Regions from separate parts of the Pan troglodytes genome. Here region 1 is linked to region 2. The links are chromatin contacts, called in public Hi-C maps. All regions are on one chromosome and are shown on one strand. Each heading gives the region's core, a stretch centred on a gene start, on an enhancer-like site or on the middle of the called end of the contact. The rest is flanking DNA. Distances are from core to core; before and after follow the strand shown.

Region 1 (6,673 bases), core at 1,555-4,054, 120 kb after region 2:
CTCCAGCTCCATCCCCATCTCCAGCCTCATCTCCATTCTTATCTTCATCTCCATCCCCATCTGCATCTCTGTCTTCATCCCCATCCTCATCCCCATCCTATCTCCAATTCATCCCATCTCCAACTCAATTCCCATCTTCATCCTCATCTGCATCTCTGTCTCCATCCCCATCTGCATCTCCATCTACAACCACATCTCCATCCCCATCTTCATCTCTCTCTCCATCCCCATCCCCATCTCCAACTCCATCCCATCTCCAACCTCATCTGCATCTCCAGCCCTATCTCCAACCTCATCTCCATTCCTTTCTTCATCTTCATTTCCATCCCCATCTGCATCTCTGTCTCCATCTCCATTCCCATTCCAACTCCATTCCCATTCCCATCTCCATCTCCATGTCCATCTCCATCTTCATCTCCATCCCCACCTTCATCCCCATCCCCATTCCCATCTCCACCTTCATCCCCATCTCTCTCTATCCCCATGCTCATCTCAATTTCCATCTTCATCTTCATCCCAATTTCCATCCTCATCTTTATCCCATCCCCATCCCCACCTCCACCCTTATCTACATGCCTGTCTTCATCCCCAGCTCCATCCTTATCTCCCTCACACAGGTACCTGCAATCAGTCCAGGCAAACTGGAGCGGGTTTCCTTGTCTTGAGCTTAGAAACTACCTCTCAGCAACAAGAGCATTGGAGATCATGCATTTTTAATTTTACTTAGCAAGAATTTCCTTTTGCTCCATTCTAGAGCTGATCCATTTTTCCCTAAAATGTTGCTTACTTGCCCTTTCCTCAGCAATCACTTGTAGTCATTACCATATAAGAAAAAGCAGATGTCCCCTTAAGAACAGCAGTTGCACATGACTGGGCACTTGAAGGCACTGGCTCACCTCACAAATTACACCACCTCCCAAGCTACCAAAACTGCAGGAGATGAATGTGGGAAGACTCAGAGAAGCTCTGTGTGTCTTCAAGGTGCACACTTGCCGTTCTAGCATACTGTAGGACACAGCACTCGAAATGGTTACCTTGACTCTCCATTTCTATTGATATAGGAATTTTAACACACTCTTATTTTTCGTCTACTTTTTAGTAAAAGATAAAGGACCAACATACTAATATATTACATGCAATATAAATGTGCACTAAAATTAGAAATATAAGTGTAATATAAAAATAACTGTTCAGAGATATTCTCAGATTTTCTTTTCACTCCCCAGCAAGGGTCCGTGAACATGCCTGGGGGCTCAGCACCCCATTTTGGGGACGGCCCTTCTAGAACTTAATTTGGAAATTATCTGTCTACATTGTCTCTTAATAGAGGATTCAAAATTCAGTTATTTTTAACTGAATTTAAAACCAACAGGTTTTGTTCACCTTTGTTGACAAGCTCTCAGCATGGTACTTTGCCCATAATAGGTGTCAGTCAATTAATTTAATTTAAGGACTTTGAATGGTCGTCTCTTCAATTTACTTTTGACTTTCAATCTACTTTTGGAGTGCCATCATTGCAAAACCCAGTTTAATCTTGTTTGTCTAGCTCACTGGTGAAAATCGATACATTGATTCAGGGCAGAGGTGAGAACAGGGCAGGCCCTCCCAAAAGCACCTTCTCCTGCTGGGTACCCACTTCGCCACACCAAAGTTTATGGACCCATTGTTCCCAGATGGCTCCAAAGGGCCCATGGAGATTGGCCCTGTGGCCTTTGCTGACCAGGGTGGGTTTTTCTCGCTTGCTGGCTTCTTGGTTTGGATGTTGCAGTTGGGGCCAGCTTGGGCATGCAGCCGCCTCCTTCGCTGTCTCCCAGCGCACACACCATTGCTGGCTCTGAGCAGTGGGCGCTTAACGTTAGCTCCAGCTCTGTGAGAAAGCAACAGCTGCTTGCTCTCTCAACAGTTAAAACAGTTTGATGTGGAGGCTGTGTCTCCCATCCCGGGGGTTCAAAACAACCCTAACCTTAAGTCGTCACTGTGGTTGGTGGGCACTTGCTAGGGTCATCCTGGCTCTGGGGTGGAGGAAAAAGACCCCATGGGGGAGAAGTCCACTGTGACAGTGCTTCTCGGCCTAAGAAAGTTGCATATGTCTTGCACAAGAGGAAGAGGACAGCTCTGGAATAAATGAGTGACTTCGTGCTCAAAGACTGCTCTCTAGCTTCTCTGGGTGAAGATTTTAATGGCCAGAGCAGAGTGGGGCTTCAGTTATTTCAACTATGAATATGACGTAAATTATGCCAGGAGCTTTTCATTTTTATTGTGATTTTTGCTCAACCTGAACTGCTGAGTAATATTGCTGTTTCCCAACACTCCCCACTTCTGCAGAGCTCCTTTAGAAAAAAACTCTGATAGAATAAAAAAAAGGAAAAATACATATGTACAAGTTGGAAAAAGGTTTTATAGATGTACCTAACCAGGCGAATTGTGTAATATAACCATGGTTTTTCCCCCTAAAATTATGTATACTTGATAGCTTAACCTAAACAAAATCTTAATGGGTTTGTCTTTGATATATTAAAAACTTGAAAGATAATGTTATACATTTTTTTTTAATGTTAAGATTGTCATGATCAATCAATCAGACAAAAGCCGGGTAATTCAGAGCTACAGATAACAGCGTTGATCTCTCTAGTTTCATCCAGGCTGGTGATATAACTGCATGACTTCCATTAAATAAGCCACTTAGTGCCACAAATGTACCCATTAGAGTCCCTCAACAGTTCTGTAATTACTGTTATACGGAGCTTGGCAGTTAGGCCTTTGCATATGCTAAAGAAACGTAGGCATTCATATTTAAATCCAGCTCCCTTGCATGCTGCAGCAGCCCAGCACCCACTGACTGTAACTTTTCAAGTGAGTTAAATGAGTAACAGAGAGCGAATGCAAGCTCACTTTGGAAATTCATCCAGGCCTCCTCCTCGAAGGGAGTATGGGACTGTTGATGCTTTCCATGCTCGTTTTAGCGATGTTTGCTGCAATACATCAGCGTTTATTGTGGGCCAAGGAAGGTCATAAGCACTGTGCCCAGACCATGTCCTTTTTATCCTCATCACTATCTCACCCAGCACAGAGAGGTGAAGTAACTTGCCGATAGTCACACAGCAAGTTAGTGGTGGAAGAGGCAAGAGTCATGCCTCCGAAGTTACAGACTACACCATGCAGTTAAAACGGACTTGGAATGAGAGCATCCCCCTTCTCTGGCTCCTGCCCTGACCCTGAGTTAGCCTCGGACTAACCTCGCACAGTTTATTCCACTTCCTCAATAAAACTGGAATCACAACATCTGCCTTGTCTACCTGAAAGTGCTGTGAAGATTAGAGAGAGCTTTGAAAATTAAGGTCTGACACACAAATATGGGTTGTTCTTAGAGGTGAAGAAGGCCGTAGCACAAATACACTGTGAGGCCCCGCTGTGCTCAGCCCACCTGAGAGCGTAGGGTCAGCCAGCGCCCAGCCCCTGAGAAGGAAGTGACTTTGAGCAAGGGTGAGAAGACCAGGTCCCAGGTCCCGTCTAAGGCTACAAGCCATGGTGTTGGGTGAGTGCAAAGGACTGCACAGCAACAGAATCTGGGGTGTGAAGATGCCTTATAGGCTCGCAAGGTGGCCCTGAAAAGGTGGAGTGGATTCTGGACAGAGTGGAAGCGCAGCAGAGGGCATGCCAGAGCAGACACACACACAGGCATGCACCAGCCTCCCCAAGTGCAGGAGCCAAGTTCCCTTCAGGAAGAGGGAGTGGCTTAGTCCATCACCTCGGCTACAACGATCTACCCTAGGCTCGGTAATTTATAAACAACAGAAATGTATTGCTGACAGTTCTGGAGTCCACAAGTCCAAGAGCAGGGCCCCTGCCTGTCTGATGAGGGCCTGTTCCTCATAAATGAGGCCTGCTGGCTGCGTCCTCAATGGTAGAAGGGACGGACAGGCTCCCTGAAGCCTCCTTTCCATGGACACCCACCCCATCCCTGAGGACAGAGCCCCCATGCCTTCATCACCACGCCAAGGCCCACCTCTTCCTATCACCACAATGGGGACTGGGTTTCAACATGAATTTGGGGGACACATTCAGGCCACAGCAGAGAGGGGAATGTTGGCGTGACAGGTGCAGAGAAAATAAACCCATACTAGAGAGGGAAGCCTGAGCCTATCCCGGAGGGGCAGGGCAGTCACTGAAGGTTTTATCTGAGGAGCAAAGGCTCAAGTCGGTGCCTAAAGAGAGACCTGTGTGGGTGGCACTGAGCTAACCTGAGAGCCTGAAGCCCACACCTGGAGCAGCAGGAGCACCTCTGGCAGAGGCAGCTCTGACCCCACCTTAGCAGACAGGCCTCCAGAGCATGGCACAGGTTCCGAAATGAAGACCATTGTGTGAGAAGGGAAGAGTCTGGAGCTGCCTCCCAAAGGAGGCAGGTGTGGGGTACCTCGCAGGTGGGGTGTATTTTGGAAAAGGGGACCAAGCCAACTTTTGTTTTAGTGTGAGATTTTCTGAAACTATCATCCCCCTGGAGGAGGGTACAAGCCCATTTGTCCCTGGGGCTGGAGCACTGCAGGGGGCCATGGTTTGGGCTGTAGAGTTGGAAGTCATTCTCATCAAGGTCACTGTTAAGGTCAGAGGGCCTCAGAATACTGAAAAGATGAGAAGCAGAACCGAGGACAGAGGAAAGCTGACCTGTTCCGTGTCCAGATTCAAGTTCTGTAAGCACACTCACAGCGAGCCTTTCTCATGAAAACTTATCTCGAAGGCTTCAGAGAAAAGTGTGTTGCATAATATGCAAATTGATAATTGGTGAAATTTAATAGGGAGCACCTAAGGTGTTCTAAGTCACTCCAGTCTCTGTTTTCGAAAATGAACAGGCAGTACTTAACACCCTCTAATTGAACCTGAGTTTGGAAATATCTTATGAGTTACTGTAATTCTAGAATGTTAAGTTCTTTATATAAAAGTTAACTTAAAAGTTCAATATGTTTTAAAACCCCAAGTCGGAATAGAAATAGTTTCTAAGCCTTATTCATTCTGACCTAATAAACTTTATCCTATTTTCACTATTTTTCCCGATGCTTATTTTTACTCTTTAATCATAATTTAAGGAGGTTGAAAAGAATTATATTAAAGAAATAACAGCATGATAATACCAGCATCATTGGGTAGAGGAAGGAGTCCTAATCTTCAGTACAAACCCTGCCTGGGAGCTGGTTAAAATAATAACTCATAGGTCCCTGCCTGTCTGTGTTGTGACCAAGTAGCTCCTTTCAAAAGAAACACAAAAGGCAATTCTTATTAACCCTTGGACACACTTTTTGACAGACTGCTGTATATTCTCAGTTTTGTATTTATGGAAGTATCTGCCATTATGCTTATTAGCATCAAGGGAGCTTATTTAAGAGCTCTATAAAGAAGCGATATAATTCTGAACTAAAAACTTCTGCTGATTTAAAGCGTTCTTATTGTTTACTTGATGGGCTATGAGAGCTGACAGTCATTGCACCGTGCTGTAAACAAAGCTCCTTTCTGAGATCAGGGCATGTGTGTGATGAAAAACGGTTTCAATGTTACAGGGTCTGATCCACCAAGCTTCCAGTGAACTCCAGACATGAAGTGGGAGTCACAGATTTAAAATTCATGTGATGTGGGGTTAGCAACAAATGTTTTTACTTAAAAAATTATCACAAATGGAAATCTAACTGAATAGAAAGGAAAAAAATAGCATCCTTACATGTTTTTCTACAATTTACACCAAAATGTCGAAGGTCAAGGTTATGATGGCTGCGTTCATGCAATTCTAAATGAGAGCAGTTCACAGGACAGAACTCCACAAACCACATTCTCAGGGGAAAAGAAGGTAAAATTTGAGCAAAAGTGAGAAAGAATTGAGAGGAAAACCCACTTATGTGGGAAAACAGTGCTAGTGCTAATCAGTTCTGTTGGAATATAGAGGATATGTTGAAACAGCTACGGTCAGGCCAAAGAGTGGTGTTTCTCCTTTAAGCATAAAGCTTGCTTGTGGGACATTATTTATGTGCTGTTAAACCTCATAAGGAAAATATTAAAGCTATCTGGAATCAACGGAACATAGGAAACAAGCATTAAATTGCACCATTTGACATACAGCTTCCTTTGGTGCATAAATCTGCCAACATCTGCAAAATATGTACATGATTTATTATATTCTCTTTGGTATGTTTAATAAGATTGTAAATCTGACTGATGCCTAGGTATGAGACCTCCAAACTTTCAGTAATTAAATAGGAATGTCTCCATGATAAAAAAACAAAACGAAAAAACCCACTGCCTTGTCTGTATAATGCAGCGATTTTAAGAGTGGGTAAAGAAAGAAAAAAAGGTGTCTGAATTTGGGGAGTAGGCATGGGGGTGGGTTGATGCTTTAGGGCAGTTTACAGAATGCATGACAGCCTACAATCAATTTTTGCCATCTTTTTGGCAGTGCTTATGGGATCGACCAGAAAACGGACTCTTTGTGCCTTGCAGGTCAAGAGCTGTTAATGCCCCCATGCAGATCAGACATTTAAAGTAGATACGGTCATTTCACCTACAAGCCTGGGGACAGCTGTGCCCTGTGGAATAGGGGCCATGAGCCACATCTTGTGCTTTATAGACCCAGGAAGCCCTGCCAAGTTTCCAGAGAAGCCTGTAATTATCATTCCACCCCCCCCATCGGAAG
Region 2 (6,226 bases), core at 3,155-5,654:
TAAGAACGTTACACGGAACAGTAACATATTGGACCTTTTTCAGGGTTAAGGAGTTAGGTGGAGAAAAAGATCAAATCAGGATAAAGAAGGATTTACGAATTCCATTTGTGGTATTCAAAGATAAAATGTGTTGTCTTGCAGTGTGGGGAGTAAAACCAGGCCACGGGGTGTGGCACAGGGTTTTCTTGACCTGGCTGAGAGCAACTTCCAGTGTGAAGTGTTTACGATTTAATGCGTTTATCCCTTCCCCTGAACCTAGAGCTGTGAAATTACATTTCAAAAAATCCTGGATTTTGGTGTTTGGTAACGAACGATTTCATTGTCAATCCAATTCGTTACTTCTTAACTTGCAAGTCTGTATTGCTTCTTATTTGCTTCAAGGTAAGTGGGTATTTTGAGGTATGAATAAAGACCCAAGAGAATTTCCTGAGAACTGTGCGGGAGACACTTTTTGTCATTCTTATTTCCTGTCCATACTCTAAGTGCCACTTACAGACCGTGAGGCCATAAGTGGTTCCAGATTCCATCAGTGGTCTATGATGAATGAAAAGGCAATTGAATCCAGATGCTTTTTCTGGTAAACAGTTCCTTTGTAGGAAAAATCAACAGAACAAGAAGGATATTCATTGATTTCCCCTTAGACACTCATTCCCATTCGAGAGAGATCTTTATGCCTCTGCACCCAGTAATTGCTCAGTCTCCATTTGTAGATTCACTATCTGTGCAAATATCACCTGTCTCATACCATCTTTTAATTACTTAATTATGATGTTTTAAATGACATAAAAATATATAGTCTAATAAAAAGTATACTGATATATAAATGAAGAGACGCTAAGACGGATAAGGTTCCTAAAGCTCCTAAATCTTTCCTCTCAGAACTACTTATTACAGTCCCGCCACATCTAGCTACAAATCATTGGTGCAGAAATGAAACATTTCATGGAGTTACACTATTTTCAAAAGCTAAGGATTCCAAGGTGATTTCTTAAATATGCACTTAGCCACATACAAACAAATTTGTATATTTATTCAAAAATGTATTTTTGCAAAAAATTTCAAGTGGCACAGAATTACTTACGTGATGATGTCAGATACTTCTACCTGATTAATCTCATCTTACTGATAGACAAACTTCACGGAAATCTATGTGCAAAGCATGTCCAGTGCTGTGAGATAAACCAAATACAATGCAGTTTCTTGGCTGCCTTCACCATTATCTGTGGGGCACAGAAGGCAGCCTCCTTTCACCCAGCACTGCTCCGTGTGTTTATAATGACAGCCCAAGTTTTAGAAGGCTAATTTCTACTCATATTCATGCTAGAACAATACCAGGTAAGAAAAGATACAGTAGTCCCCACTTATCCACATGGGATACATGCCAAGACATCCAACGGATGCCTGAAACCATGGATAGCAACAAATCCTGTGTATTCTATGTTTCTTCTTATACATATCTGTCTATGATCTAGTTTAATTTATACATAAGGCACAACAGGAGATTAACAACAATAACTCATAATAAAGTAGAACAATTATAACAACATACTGTCATAAAAGTTATGTGAGTGTGCTCTGTATCTCTCTCAATATTCCTTAATATTTTCAGATCATAGGTGCCCAGGGGTAACTGAAACCATGGAAAGTGAAACCTTGGATAAGGTGGGAGATGGTGTCAACTGTACTTGTGAAGTCCGGTAAAGACATGTACGTAAGTTATATGAAGTCTGGAGTAGTTACTGCTACTGAGCCTGCGAAAACATCGGAGTGAACATTTTACCTTTTCAGGTAACGCAACATGAGATCCTACTGATCTTATAAATCCTTAAATAAAATTTGTTCACATATATATATATATATACACACACACACATATATACATATGTGTGTATATATTTTTTAAGTTTTTTATATATATATATATATATCACCCAGAATCTTAATTTGAACTACGTTTTTGTTTGGATTGAATATAATAGAAGTCCCACTCCATTCAGTGTAACCAAAATGTGAACACACCATGCCAGCATCCTGAGCCTCACAGAACACAGGGAATGCCTATGCCTCGCTTGCTGATCTCCACTGACTCACAATCTAGTTGTGGCCTGAGACAAACACACCGCTGATCATCTTACTGAGAACGGTGGTCACAGCCACACAGCCACATGCACTTGGAGGCACGAGGTGGGGAGTCTCCCAGACAGGCAAAGCCATGGAACTCTCACCTGGAGCAAATCAAATTTCTGAGCTTTGCTCTCGACAATCCTTGGTGATTTGCTGTCTCTCCTTTGGCCAGTTCCCTCTATGCTTCCTCAGCCCTTTATTTTCTCTGTTGACTGGGAAGAGTGTTTGCCATAAATATAGAAAGATCTCCGAGTCCTTTATATTTACAATGTGACTGTGCTGCAAAAAATAGTGCGGTTTCCTTGTCCTTGTTCACATGAAACCCCGTGTGTGACACCAGGTAGTGGGATTTGCTCCTGACGGCACAGGCAGGCCGAGCTGGAATTCCAACTTGTGTCTGCCATGCTCCCCAGCTTCTGCTGGGCCGTGTGAATTCTGCATTTCACCATGCTCAAAATAGAGCATGTTTTGCCATAGCTGCTACCAATCCTATACTTTAGTTCTGTACTTTAGAAATAGCAGGGAAATGAATAACCCCCAGCCTTTTCCAGAGAAGTAAGGTAGGACATGAATTTTAACTATCTCATTTTTAGCTCTGTTTATGACATGAATTCTGTTTCGGACTAGTTGCCTCCAATTGGATACCTAAACATTTTAAAGCCATTTGGGAGGTATGGGAACAAACAAGAAATAAGATAAAGGTGTTTTTTTTTTTTAATTTTCCCTTGGGGGTCAGTCTAAAATTTTATTCAGATAATAAAAATTCCTGAGAGATGCTGAAAAAATAAAAAGCTGATTTCACTGAGAAGTGTGCGTCACAGGTTACATAAGCGATTCCACAATCAGGGCTACTCCAGATTTCCAGTGTGCACTACAGGCTTCCAGTTAGTAGCATGCAATCCATCAAAATTAAGACAAGAGGACGGAATATTAGTCAGTGAACCACCACATATAAATTACCCCATTTGTGTGCACAGACAGGGCACACACTGGGCATGTTTTATGCTTGACGTCTTTGCCCTTTACTTACTAGGAAAAATTGGAAAGTTTATTTAAACTCATAGAATCACAGATGATAGATTTGGAAAAGACAGTAGAAGTCAACTAGTCTAACCCCTAGGGGCTCAGATTTTTTACCTATAACATGAGGTCATCAAATGCTTCCTGCTCTCTTTAGGGCCCTTTTGAGACTAAGAAGAGGATCACAGATGTGAACGCGTGTTGAGAAAATTAGGAGAGCTATGCAAGTGCAAAATTAAATTATCACTTCTATTTTCATCATTATGATAGGCCTTCATACAGGTGGATAGCTGGATTCTCTGGAAAAGGCTAGCTGAATCAGGCTCGCCCCCATGGCTTCAGAACCTCCAAATTATTAGAGTTCCCTTTTGATATCCTCGTGGGCTTCGTCCCGTCACTTAGACTTTGAATATGCCGAGTGTAATTTTGAAGTTTCTTTTATCAGGCCTACCAGGCCCTTATAATTCTTCTAAGATAGGCTTACAAGAATAACTAATGGAAGTTTACCCAAAGTTTCTCATTTCCCCAGAAATGACTATAATCCAATGAGGTTTACTTATATGATCAGTAATAAGGTAGAAGGAAATACAGCCTGAACATCACAGGAAGCAGTCAAGAGGTGAAACGTTTGGGAGTCGAGAGACTCCTGACCATTTATGGCAGCAGCATCGGCTTCCAGTGCATCTTCCTCACTACAGCAGAGGCAGGTTCCCTGGTCAGGGATGAGGACAGAGTCATAGTGGTGATATGGGAGGGGGGCTCGCAAGTGCTGGGTAGAGAAAGGCAGGGTCCCTGGCAAAGGCTCCACCCTCCGGCCTGTGCCCACAGACCTAGGTGAGAACAGGCATTTCTGTTTTCAGAAGGATGTGGACGCCGAGGGAAATTTGGCTGAGGGTGGTCAGAGGAGAGTCCAGCTGCTGAGCAGCCTGACTCCAGGGGAAGACCACCTTCCCACTCCAGCCCCCTTCTGGCTCCCATTCATCTGCTGAGAGCCACTTCCACCACTCAATAAAACCTTGCACTCATTCTCCAAGCCCATGTGTGATCCGATTTTTCTGGTACACTAAGGCAGAAACCCGGAATACAGAAAGCCCTCTGTCCTTGCAATAAGGCAGAGGGTCTAATTGAGCTATCACAAGCCACTGCAGATGGCAAAACAAAAAGAGCGCCCTGTAACACACACCCACTGGGGCTTTGGAAGCTGTACACACTCAACCCTAGAGGGTGCCATGGGGCCAGAGCCCAAACACGCCCCCCACAAGCTGCCCGTGTGCATGCTCCCCCTAGGGGTATGAACAGTGGGGCACCGTAGAAGCAAGCCACAACCCCATCACACACCCTGCAAGGGGGATAAGGCAACTTTTCCCGTTTCAGTGGGTCATGCTTTAGCCATCGGTTCCTGCCAGTCAGCACTTCTCAGAATAGGGGAGTCCCGTGGAGTCAGAGGTGAGGAACTGGATGTACTGAACCTGACTGTCTCCTGATGCTCATTCTTCATAAAGTTGTTTTGCCTTATGTACTTACGAAAAAAATCAACCATTTCTACTTATTCTTCCCTAGCAATCTTGACCTGGAAGTCACGTTTGCCTCCCTTTCCATTATCCCCCATGCTCCTGTTTCTACCTGTAAAGACACATTCTTTCTGCCCCTAGCAAGCACAAGACGTATCCAACTTGTCCTGCCAGCTCCATGCCATCCTCAGCAAACTTTCAATGTGGCAGTTTCTTTATGTACCAGGTGAAGGAGCCTGCTGTGAGCTCTGGGGCTTTGACGGAGTCTGTCCATTTGGCGCAGTGCGGGACAGGAATGGAGTTCAATTGGCACTACCCATGTTCTCCAGAGGCCTATGCTCATTACTAAGAGAATATGGTCTTAGAAATAAAAGCTCTACTTCCACTTGATTTAATATAGACAAGAACATAATATGTTGTTTTCCTGTGCACAGGCAAGGCAGGGAAAGGCAGAGAGTCAAGGAGCTGTGTAGTTGTGTTGGAGAGAGTTAAGGGGTTTCCGGGAGCAAGAGCTGATCCCACCAGAACGTTGTTTTGTGCAACAACGTCCCAGCTCTTGGAGGAACCAAGGGAGGATCCAGCAGTTGTCTATTCTCTAAAGCAAGCAAATAAATGAATTAGAAACATTTTACAGAAATTGGAAAGTATTAATGATGGGAAAAAATATACCCAGGAAACATTAAAAAATATTTTCCTGAGGAAAAGAATTATCCTCAACATTTATATAAATAGCTTTAAAATTTTACGTTAATAAGCATAGCTGGTTTTACAAGCAAGCAAAATAAATGACTGCCCAGATGACAGAATTCAAGCTGTGTCAGCAAAACCCAATGAGAAGAGCACGGGTGCCGAGCACCGGGGGAGAGGAGAGCCACGATGCCCGCTCCCTCCAGTGATGCCCGCTCCCTCCAGTGGTCCACACCTCCTGACAGGCACCGCCTTCCGATGGGCCTGGGCCCGCATCCTTGTCTGTTCGTTTGTTGAGCAGGGAGAGTGTCCCATGGTTAGACCCCACCCAGCACTGAGAACCAGCTTCCTGGGGCCAAGCCGGCCCTCCCCGGCCATCTGCGGGCACTGGGAAGACAGGCCATCCTCTGCGGTTCTCCCTCGCGGGATCGAACCCGCAGTTCAGCGTCTTACCAGCCCAGTTGCCGACCACAGGAAAACAAGCACAGATCTCCCTTTGGGAAAAGTCTCCACTTCACTCGTGACCAAACTAAAGATGACAGAGAAGCTCAAATGTGTCCCAAACCAGCAAACAGAAAACAGCATAAAGGAAGATGGATGGGCCGAGCCAGGCCACCACAGAAACGCCCCCGTGTCCAACCTCCTCGCGTGGGGGGGTTCGCTGGGACCGAGCACGTGGGGATTCTCCTGCCCTGCACCCAGGCTGCTTCCTCCGCCCAGAATCTGCGCGTGGGCTGGTTCCCCACTGTGCGTTTACTCAGCTGTGATGACCACACAGGAGACCCTGCCATGGGCCCGCTGAGGGCTGGCTTCAGACAGCAGCAGCGACCACACGTGCTTAGTGACTCAGGACGGAGGCGACTCCTTGAGAAGCCACACCGTTT

Evidence for each region. Hi-C and Micro-C count contacts between places; a contact is called where the count stands out from the background.
Region 1: a contact with region 2 is called in a Hi-C map of induced pluripotent stem cells, with 2.6 times the contacts expected there. The contact joins two enhancer-like sites. A contact is called at or near these places in 4 of 7 Hi-C or Micro-C datasets (blood, induced pluripotent stem cells and stem cell-derived neural progenitor cells).

The regions. Positions count from the first base shown.
Region 1 is chr5:177,934,012-177,940,684 of NHGRI_mPanTro3-v2.0_pri, forward strand. No RefSeq gene overlaps it. Among named protein-coding and RNA genes, the nearest start is that of PDE10A, 180 kb to the left of the region's middle. Within about 2 kb of position 2,805, at least 2 of the 24 cell types and tissues checked have an H3K27ac peak or open chromatin away from gene starts, as enhancers often do. A contact at or near this core is called in induced pluripotent stem cells, where this site is marked.
Region 2 is chr5:177,811,592-177,817,817 of NHGRI_mPanTro3-v2.0_pri, forward strand. No RefSeq gene overlaps it. Among named protein-coding and RNA genes, the nearest start is that of PDE10A, 61 kb to the left of the region's middle. Within about 2 kb of position 4,405, at least 1 of the 24 cell types and tissues checked has an H3K27ac peak or open chromatin away from gene starts, as enhancers often do. A contact at or near this core is called in induced pluripotent stem cells, where this site is marked.